Linked DNA regions of Anser cygnoides: region 2 is linked to region 1. A link is a contact called in public Hi-C data. All regions are on one chromosome and are shown on one strand. The core of a region is the stretch at or near the end of the contact, and the rest is flanking DNA. Distances in the headings are between cores, read along the strand shown.

Region 1 (5,608 bases), core at 1,408-3,907:
AAACTTAACCCTATGCATGTGTGTATGAGCACTTGTGTGTGTGCTCACATGCATTAGCAAGTCTATCAAGACTACGTTCATATCCTACAAAGAAAGCATTTCACTTTATAACTTGTGCTGGCAATGTACTTTCCTATCATTATTGTTCAGCACTCAGGCACTCCTGGGCAAGGAAATTAATAGTGAGGCAGACAACAGACCATACCCAGGCACGCATGTAAATAAGCCTTATACTATTCATACATAAGGAAACGTGTGTTACAGCAAAATGTACTTAGTCTGAGCCACCAGAATTTAAATTTAACAACATTCGTGTCTTGATGACCACAGGTAAATACCTTTTTTTCTATATAGCATGTAAAAGTATAAGGAATATTAGCTCAGAATGACGTTTAATAACGGATCCATGTTACAGCTCCAGAAGGCAATTTTGTGCATGCAGTTGAATATAAAAAGACTAATGCCATAATTTACTTAACATACAGGACTCCATTTGCAGCACCATTTGTCTGTACTGTATGAGCTTGTGTTTTGTTTCTGAGGTTGACATCAAAGGAGTTGGAAGTAAAATGCTGTAGTGCATTTCTTTCTGCTTTTTCACAGTACTGCTCTGTTCCTATGAAGTTAAGTACTATAAAAATTTTAATCTGATTATAATTAATTATATTATTTTGATTCTAAATGCCGTTATACAAATATTTATATGGAAAAATTCAAAATGAGAATAAACAAAATGGCTGATTTTGTTCAGAATTGAATTTGGTCTCTTTCTGGCAAAATAAATTGATATTTTTCATTTTTTCTTGTTTTTTCCCTTTTGTTTGGGTATTCATTTCATTTTTTTCAATAGAAAAATAGTCTAGTTACAGCCTATTCTAGCTATTTTTGTTAAACATAGATACTCATTTGACTAGATCTAAATAACTTGCTGAACTAAGTAAAAGACCGGAGATTTAAGGAAATTGTCTCCCTGAATTTAATTAGACATGCAGGCTTCCTCTGGAGGTCTTCAGAGACATCCTCCTCTCCACTAAGTGCTTTCTGGGGTGGCTTCACTAGACATCTATGTTTTAGGTGCAATTTAAATGCCCAAATTATACAGGGCACTCAAAGTCCACAGTAACCAAGAGGCCCAGTATTAATAACACGGAAACGTAGTACACCAGTAGAGATGACTGTGTAGCAGCACTTGGCCTCACGCCATGGCATTTTTTGGACCTACTGGTAGAAACGCAGTCTGTATATAATCCTGCGCTGACATTCCTGAAGGGACACTGGTTCATGGGATATCTGCAGATCCAAAACCCATTTTTCTCTTCGTTTTGGAACTGTGTCTGCTGTTTGCAATAGTCATACCTCCCTGGATTTCCATGAATTTCTGCATGAATTCAAAGATTCAAAGTCTGGGTGCCTAGTTGGCACCCTGTGCTTGGCCACTGGAAAGAAAAAAAAAAAGGGGAAAAATAAAAGAAAAAATGAAACAAACAAAAAACAAACAACACACACACACACAAAACCTAAAAAACCCTCCACGCAGCAGGACCTCTAGTTATTGTGCTAATCAAAGCCAGCACTGTCAAAGGACCTGCTGAAAGGAGACTTACGTACACATCAAGCCTGCCCCAATTAAAAAATTGCTCATTGCCTAATTCATTAAACAGTAGGAAGTAGAAACGAAGCTTTAAATTTAGCAGAGATACTACTGCTAATTATTAACCACAGTCTCTCATTAAGCAGTTGTCTGTCATTCTGATGAACAATATGAACAAAAGAGGATAAAATATAATCTACTAATCAAATCGTAATCTAATCATATCCAATCGAACAAGCATGTGGTCATTTTCTCAGAAGATCAACTGGTGGCTTTATCTTGCAATTGCTAATTAAGTGGGGCTTTATGGCTCGAAAATAACATGAATTATTTCCGTATCACATTCCTTACTGTCACAAATAAGGAAGGAAGAGTACTCGGCACTTGAACAGAAAGCACTGCAGCAGGATGTAACTCAGTTTGCTGTCTTTGTGCTCCTTTATATGATAAAGGACAATTATCTTCACAGGAGCAAATCTTGCCACGTGGCTCTGTCTGGACTGTTCTCGCAGCCCTGGAAGTTACTCTGTGTAGATGTTACACAATTCATTGCTCAATGGGCTGGCTTCAAAAGCGAATTTGAGCCACTCTTATCTGCCATACTCATCAAACACAAAAAACCAGATCAATATCCAATTGCTCCATCTACGTAGGTAGCAGGATGTTTCAAAACCTCTCACGGTTGTATTGAGCTCTGTGATTTCTCCCTGTGAACATAGAGGTAAATGCTGTCTTTGTGAACCTCAGGGTAATAGTTGAAGGCAAAGTTTGCACTTATCACCAAAATCAACTCTTTCACAAGGAAATGTAGGGCTTTTTTTTTCTTTTTTCTTTTTCTTTTTCTTTTTTTTTTATTTTTTTATTTTTCTTTTTTTTCTTTTTTTTTTTTTTTCTTTTTTTCTTTTTCTTTTTTCTTTTTTATTTTTTTTTCCCCTCTGTAGGACTTGAATCAAACTGAATCCAATGGATCAGTCTTTTCTGTTGTTATTTCAGTTTTTCTACTTAGCTGTGCAAATCTTAGGTGGTTACTGGGGAAAAATTACACTTTTTGATCGCTGTGAAATCCTGCCTTGGCTCGGCTAAACTCAAAGGATTCCTAGCAAAGGGCATTCAAATTTGGGCTTCCATCTAAACATCTGTTGATGACTGCTGTCTTCCTCTTAAGCCCATTACCACTGTGGAAATGAAATACAGAAAGTCCTAGCACAACAAACCATGCAAGGGTAAAAATGGCAGGATTTAACTGATGCAGTTGTAGATGTTTGAAAGTTAGGTGCCTACATGTGAACTAGTCAGCCATGCTCACTTCCCAGTCAGTTGCAGAGGGTAATTCATTTGACCTTAATTGATATGCAGATATCATCATCATTTGATATGAAGATACCTTAAATTGAGAGAAACTGCTTTCTGGAGGAGCCTGTTTGTGTCCAATGAATATAAAGAGGGTCTCAGTTAGTTTTGACTTAGATAGCCATCTTTCAGGCAGATAACTAAGCAGAGATAAATGCTAACTTGTATCTGCCATTCATGGCATAAAGATAATATCATTTATTGATATCATCCGCAGAATGTAAGAAGTCACCGGTCTGGGTTTCAAGCGTGTACATTATTTTCTAGGATCCCTCCGATCGGGTCCTTGGCACTTGACAGAAGTGAGCTTCACTCGATTGTTTGTTACATTGCAGCACCAGTGAAATTCACCAACATTCGAATCTGGGTTTCACAATATTTTGGAATTTTAACAGGTAGCTTAAAAAAAAAAAAAAATCTATCCTGTACTGTTTTGTTTTACAATTCTGAGCTCACCACAATTCAACATTTCCTGGAGATAATTAAGGGTTATCCTTTTTCTTTGCTCCAGAGGTTCATTTTAAGACAGATCCAAAAAAAAATGTTTAAAAGAGCACTGAAGATGTTCTTTTCCAAAGCAGATTGTTAATTAACCTTCCCCTTTTCAAAGCTTGTTAAAAATTGCACTGCTCTTTATGCTAATTATTCATCTCTTAACCTGCCATTTAATTCTGTGCCCTTGGCCTTGGGATTGAAACCTTCATCCTCCCTTGGCTTGCAGATGGATCAAAGGGCTGGTCCTTCAGTCCTTTATATCTCCCTCCTAGACCTGGCTACCAGGAAGATTCTGAAAGCTTCTATGAGCTGTCAGCATTTTCCCTTGTTACTGCCCCTCTCCTTTATTATCAGTGAACTTCAAATGTTTATTAGTGTATCACCTTAATTTGTATTAGATTTTTTGATCCTAATTACCATAGCAACCTAGTACAAAGCTATCCAAGAGGTAACATATTCACCTTGTCAGGAAAGTTCCATGTAGTTAAAGAACTTAAAATGAAAGAATTTGTCTTCAATTACCTATTACAAAAAGATTAATCTTGGATGTTGCATTCCAAAATTAAGATATTCCTACTCCTTTGCTCTAACCCGTTAGGAGTATGAAAGGCCTTCCTGGTCTTCCTGGTCTGTTTCAATAAAAAGGCAACATCAGCTGTAGAAGACAAGTGAACATGACCCCGTTAAATCTTAAAGTGTGCACACGAAGTCCAGTTTCCTGGAACACACTGGAAACAGTACAACACGGCACCCACGGGAGACTTCCCTTCAAATTTAGTCCTCCACGTCCCTCTGTTAAATGCTTGAAATTGTTCCCCTTGCTGTATGCCCTCTTCATCTGGCACAGCTGAAGCTGGAAGGTCTCGTCACCACTGGATTTATACACGGCCCTGAAGAAACAGTGCAGCCTGACCACATTAGCTTGCGATTGACTTTACGATGCTGCCCACAGCCTTGGGAAGTAGCTTCTTTTTGTCTTTGATGGTCAATAGATAATGGGATATTTAACTATGTTTTCCATTTAGCCTGAAAGTGTTACCACAGTTCTTCAGCTTTCATAACTTTTCAATAAAATCGTATTTGACTTAAATAGGCAGTCTTTCGGACATTTCACAGGACCCCAGAGCACTGAGGTGGGCAGGGACCTGAGGAGGCCCCGGCCCAGCCCCTGCTCCAGCAGGGCCACCCAGAGCAGGGTGCCCAGCACCACGTCCAGGCGGCTTCTGAAGGCCTCCAAGGAGGAAGACTAAAAGACAGTCATCCTGACTTTCTGCTTGGCCTCGGTGGCCCTACTTATAATTTAACACAATAACCACTGGGTTTTTGCTCATAAAGGAAGGCAATTACCTGGACAAATGTGGCTGTCCCTCCATCTGAAATAGCTGCTCGTGCTGCTGTAGCCAAGGGAGAGGCACGCAGAAGTTCTGTGCTGTGATTCACCAGATATACTTTAGGCATCTGCATTAAGATGATATGAATCACATCTCAAAACTGCCTGTTTCTCACCACAGAGCTGAGAGTTGCTTAAATGTGATTTAAATGTATATTTGTAGGCATCTACGCTTGGCCAGACGAAAGCCTTGTAGAGGTAACATCTACACTAATGATGTAAGTAGTGTTGGGGCCCCTTTTCTGGGCCTGCAGCCAACCAGTGTGAGTGGACCAAGTAAATGCTCTCTGAGCCTCCAGGAAAGGCTGGTGATGTACAAAATGCCCACTGGAAAAAGTCCCCAGCCTGCGATTGCTCCTCAGTTGCTCTCCTGAGTGGTTTGGGGGATTGCTAGCTGTATGGGACCAAAACCATGTCAAGGGCTTTTCTAGCAAGTTAACAGTACGGACAATCAAGTTCCCAGTCCTTGGTCCACCTCTTGGCACTCTTTAATTTACTTGATGTACCCTGAGTGTCCCAGTCAGTCTTTTACACAATTAACCTGATATTGTGTTTCTCCTTCTGCTTTAAGTTCTAAGAGTTATGATCAGGAAATTTTAACATATGCATCTTTTTTTTTTTTTTCCCCCCTCGGGACATCTAGAAACTTCCAGAATCCTGCCTTCTCACAGACTGTACTGCTTTGTTGAACTGCTCAGCTGTTAAAGGACATCTCTCTTTATCTAGAATTAAATGTTTATTTGTGCCTGGAGAGAATGAGGTGCACATACAGACACAGGGCA
Region 2 (5,608 bases), core at 1,642-4,141, 500 kb before region 1:
AAATTTTATATTGAAAGGACTAATTCTACATGCTCCACAAATAAAATGATTTGGAAGATTTTCCTTTGGTGTTTAGTAAAATTAACATTCAAATACAGCCAGGTTTTCTGGTAATGTGTGTTCTGAAAACATTCATGGTCCTTTATGTTCAAATCTCCAAATTTTTCAAGCACAGATGTTCACCAGAAAAAAAAAGAACTCATTTTGCTCTTTATTGTTCTCAAGCTATACAAGACCCAGAATACTCCAAGAGATCTTACTGAGCACATAGAAAAGGCTTGAAATTATCCCTTTCCTGAACTATCTCTCATTTAAATATGGCTAATGAAATACTAACAAATAAGAAGGAATTGGAAAAAAAATACAGAAAAAAAAATCACCCAATTCTGATAGATGCAGTTCTTAAGAGTTCCATTAATGTTCATTACACTCACACACTCTGTTATATGTATAATTAGAATAACATTTTGTGTGGATGACAGAAAGAGTAAATTTGGGGTGGCACCTTTAGGAGAAGACAGTAGAGGTCTGACACGTAGCCCTTCTCTGCATGGTAATACCATGCACCCGGAGCCTGCCATTAAGGATTGCACCATGCTCCTGAAACACAATTTACCGACTCTCTCAACAACCTTATGGGCCAGGAAGTATTATTAATTCCATTTTCCAAATGAAGAAACTGAGATACACCCTGATTAAATGACTTACTCCGGGTTACCAAGGAAGTCTAGCATCTGAATTAGAAACAGATCTCTTTCCATATGGCCCATTATTTTAGCAAGAAGACTATCCTTTCCATTCTCAGAAGCAGAACAAAAGTACTGGTATTGCTGCACCAATAAGGAAAAGAATATAAATATTTTTGCAGGCTAGATTATTAATTGAAATGCAGGTGCCTGTTTCATGCAAACATGGGATTTAAGTTAATTACATATTCCTGTTGCATGTGTTCATTTGAGTTCAAGATGCCTCTTGTTGCTTTGGTGACCAAGGTGTTGGCTAGAAGATATCATAGCAGTTGACAGCTCAGTGTTAATACAAAATATATAGAACATGAAATATCAGATCAAATTCACAGTGTTTATGCATTTTATGTTTGTATTTCTGGTGTATTTCTTTCTCTCTCTTTTTCTGTTTTCTTTCTTTCTTTCTTTCTTTTTCTTTCTTTCTTTCCTTTCTTTCTTTCCTTTCTTTTTTTCCTTTTTCTTTGTTTTCTTTTTCTTATTCTTTTTCTTTGTTTTGTTGCTTCTTTTTCTCCCTTTTTCTTTCTGTCTGTCTTTCTTTCTTAATAACAATCAGAGTTCCTGATAAATCACGTACATGGTTAAATAAATAGGAACATAATAATAGGAATCGCCGCAGGAAAACAGTACGTTTCATTAGCAGAGAAGTCAACAGTGTGTTGCAACAGAGTTGGTAATTGTACAATAGTGCTGCTGCTTTTGCATTCAGTTCCTCTGAAAAACATTGATCAGAGACAGTCCCGTAAAACATTCTTTGTGTGCTGGTGTAACAACCACGGGACTCTCCAGGATCCCTGCCAGCAGTTTAAAAGTACAGTTAATGTTGCAGTTAAGTATTTGATCTTTAGAGTTGTCTAATCTCTGCTCCTGCTTGCATTTGGAAAACAACCCTAAGGAGCTTTCATTCAGTCCTGCAATTAATGGGAAAAAGTAGTATTTATTGAATTATTTTTTGTATATTGTTTAGCATACCCTCTTTTTCAAGGTGACTGCTAGAAAACAGCTTTCCTATTTAGTGTGCTTGGAAATGCAAACTGACCTAAGTGAAAATTGTTTTAAAGCAGACACAATGCATCAAATCTTTCCTTTAACTATGCCAGCATCCGTAGTCATTCTGCTGACCTTAGGGAGCAAAGCTAACACAGAGAAAAGATGACCTTGTGCTTAAGCCAGTGAAATAGGACACAAGGCTATTCCTGTACTGCAAAACTAAACAGAGGCAGGGCGCAGGCGGAGGTGCCGGAGCAGCCTCATCTCTGCCCTGACACTGCTAGACCAGTGCTTGGCCCCAGCCTGCGAACAGCTCCCAGCCTCTCCTGGCACACCAGAGCATTCCCAGCAGGCAGTCGCAATGGGGCCAACCAGTTTGGGGGGACGAAAGAGCTTGATAGCACAGAGGTGACTAGACCATGCCAGGAAGTGTCAAAGGTGGAGGATTGCCCTGTCACTGCTTATCTGGCTTGCAGCTGTGTAGCCAAGTGCTCAGATCTCCTCTGGAGCTACCTGAGCCTTCTTCTAGGCATGTGGACATAGCACGAGCACTGCTGTTGACCTCAGTTCTTCTGTTGTTGACCAGGAATAATGTCCTCCTCAGCTGTTAGAGTAAATTTATTAATGACGCAAAGCAAAATTTGCTTTTTAACTTTTAAAGAGAGGCTTCATAACACTATTTTGGCCAGTTTGGAAGCATTAAGCCAAGCTGTACTTTGCCCAGCTAAATATGAGTAAGACTCAGGTGATGAAAATTTCTTATAGATGATAGAAGATTGAGTAACACAGAAGAAGATTCAGAGATAACATGTTATGATGTGACAACTGCAGAACAATTAGTCTGTACTTTATCCTCTCACTAGAGTGGGGAAAAAAATAATCATCTGGTATAAAAAATTGCAAGGAAAATAAAAAGGTGACAACTGTAAACCATGTCTCTTCAGGAGAGATATGGAAATGCAGTGGGTATGAAATGCAACAGGAAGCATTAAGGCATTAGGAAAACTTTGTAATATCAGGAGCAGGCAAGCTCTGAAATGGATTGCCGGAAGAGGCTTGAGACCTTTCAGAGCAGGGTAAACACATGTCTGTCAGAAATGTTGTAATTCTAGTTTTATTTGTCTTTAGGCATAGAAATGAACGGGATGATCTCTGAGTCTCTTCCAGCTTTGTGTTCTGCTGTTCTGTGATAAACTGACACGATGAGGCTGCATTTTTAGGAGCCCTTTCCTAGCAACGAAATCTCACAGTGGAAAAATTCAGAAGCTCGTGGCAAAAGCCCCGTCACATGAGGTGTGTTTTCAGCCTGACTAAGAAAACAGCGCAGAAATGAGCTGCAGGGAACCGTAGCAGAATAGCCAAGGGCCAGGACTGGTGACCTACAAGGTTCTTCTGTCTCAAACTTGTGACTCAGTTGCATGACATCACCTGGCCATTGATTAACTCATCACACTGATTGCAACAGCTGTTGTAAACAAAGTTGCTCGTTTGTGAATTACTCACCTCATTTAAATCTGGTTCCTGCAGTAATAATGCTTCCTAATGTAGTTAAGTGCATGGTGTATGCGTGCTTCTTTGCTTTCCTGCTAGTACCAGCCAGAAACATCCTATTTCTTCCCCTGAGGGGCATCTGATTTTAAAAAACAATTATAAGACCCACCTCAGGTGCCCGGAGGTGACTTACATTTTCTCTGCATAGCGCAGAGCAGCAGATCTGTTCTTTCACAGATACCCAGAGCTAGTGCCTTTGATAGTGATGTTATCTCCACCATAGGGTCTCTTTCAAACAGCAAAGAGGAAGAAAGGCCTTCTTGTCAGATGAGATGATGATCCTAAATTCAGCACGTGACTGGATTCCTTTATAAATGACCATTTCCTGGTATGGAAAGAAACCCATTTCCTAGTTATCTAGCAGAGTAAGGTTTGACTGACAACATTAAGTTTTGCTGGAGAGGTGTGGCTAGAGTCAGGTGAAGCTTGGGTCATCAAAAACCTCTGTCACAGAATGGGTTGCTGTTGCAGAAAATGTCAGAAACAACCACAGAGAGCTCTGTCAGAAACTGTGTGAGTTGCTAGTCAAAAGGCCTAACCTCGTAGCTTACTAGACTCAAAGAATTACTGTCTATGTTTAACTTCTACAAAAAGGCTACAAAATACAGCTGCTGGTCTGTGGGAGGTCGCATCTGGGGCTACAGCACATGGAGATGAGCACAGCACCATTTATGTACTTTGAAACATGAAAATCATAGTCAGGCTGTATTGTATGAAGCTGAGGAGGCCCAACACGAAACCTGTTCTGTTCTCTCACCTCATCTGTATCATCTCTCTCCAGTCAAAGGAGCCACTATCCTCAAGCATTCTGGTAGCTCCAGGGTCCCATCGAGTTAGAGGCATGCTTACAGGGTGGGAAGACCCCAAATGACTTGGGGCCTTTGTACTTGTCCAGCCCTCAGCGGTGGCCAGGGCAGCTCCTGCAGCGTGAGCATAGGGTTCCCCTGCCCCTGTCACTTCTGAAAATACATATAGCTGCATTTTGCACTACCTCAAATTCCTAAATGATTTTAACCTATGCTGAATGCTTGGTAGTAATCCAGTCTCTAAATTAAATAATAATAATAAGAAGAAAATAAAAAAGTAAGAATATCCATAGCATTTCTGTCCTAGAGCTCCAGGCTCCTTGCTGTGGAAGAGGAACAGCCCCTGCTTGCTCTGACCTCTAGCAGGGCACAGGCTTGGTGGTTTTCAAACCACATTTGAAAGTGACTTTGAGGTAAAGGTAGAAATAGGGACTGGAAGAGTAATACTACACAGCAAGTAAATTATTCACCCCACCACAGGGTTAACACATGAGGCTGCAGTGCCAAGTCTTACAAATGCACCCGTCTGGTACGAATTTCCTGCCTTGCGCCGGATTTGAATTCTTTCTGCTGAGCTCCCTCCCATCTCTTAACCTTACGTTAGTCACTTACAGAGAAAATGATCAGCTATTTATCTCAAATCTTATGACACATCTATAGGCAGCTGGTAGAGACCATTTCCTCATCTCCACCACGCCACTAGAGCGTGTTTGAACACTGCCTCCATTGGCTGGCGAGGTGGCCTCACCACCACACCTCCTGCTTGCTCTTGGCAGATATTTTAATCACTGTAGTTAACACTGCACCTGGGAATGTTCCTCTTAGGCACTACCCCAGGCTACCAAAAGGTGTTTCATGAGGTGATGTTTCCACATCACCCGATCATCACGCCCTCACTCACGGCATCCTTCTTTCCAGACCCGGTGACCTCCCAGCCTACTCCTCCACCGGGCAGCCTCACCATCACACCTGGAAATGGGGGCTACGATGTGCAGCTCACCACCAAACCAGCCAGGAAGCCCACACATTCCTTTCACCAGAGAAGGATTACTATGAGGAGTGGAGCACGACTGCCTTGTCCTCACAATGAGGGGCAGAAAGCTGGCGGATGGGGGAGCTTCAAAATGATGGCATCTGCACTACACATGCCCTTGCATGTTGGTCTTAGCCTTGTGGCTAGCTTTGGGATGTCCAGGCCCTGTTAAGTACAAGGCCAAGGACTTTGGAGCTAGATCTGAAGATCAGCAGAATATGGGGTTTACACCCGTGAAGAGTCTGGAAACATTTGCTTGTGCAAGAAGAATAGAGACCAGACCAAATGTATGCCTGTCCCATTTGCTTTCCTGCTGTGACACCTGGTACGTGCTTAGTCCTGTACACATAGGATCCTCAGGGAGAAAAAGGGCAGGAGCTATTAAGCTATTGGCTTAAATCAGACATATTCTGGTCAAACAGGTACAACAGCAGAGCTCAACCCGGAGAAGTCTTGTTTACAGGCTTGAGAAACTGGGTCTGTGA

What was found. A called contact is a pair of places that touch in the nucleus more often than the background predicts.
Region 2: a contact with region 1 is called in a Hi-C map of liver, with 2.8 times the contacts expected there. The contact joins two enhancer-like sites. A contact is called at or near these places in 2 of 7 Hi-C or Micro-C datasets (both in liver).

The regions. Positions count from the first base shown.
Region 1 is chr3:107,391,515-107,397,122 of Taihu_goose_T2T_genome, reverse strand. No RefSeq gene overlaps it. Among named protein-coding and RNA genes, the nearest start is that of PDIA6, 22 kb to the right of the region's middle. Within about 2 kb of position 2,657, at least 2 of the 3 cell types and tissues checked have open chromatin away from gene starts, as enhancers often do. A contact at or near this core is called in liver, where this site is marked.
Region 2 is chr3:107,894,309-107,899,916 of Taihu_goose_T2T_genome, reverse strand. The region is part of intron 1 of LPIN1 (lipin 1); the gene reads right to left. Among named protein-coding and RNA genes, the nearest start is that of LPIN1, 17 kb to the right of the region's middle. Within about 2 kb of position 2,891, at least 3 of the 3 cell types and tissues checked have open chromatin away from gene starts, as enhancers often do. A contact at or near this core is called in liver, where this site is marked.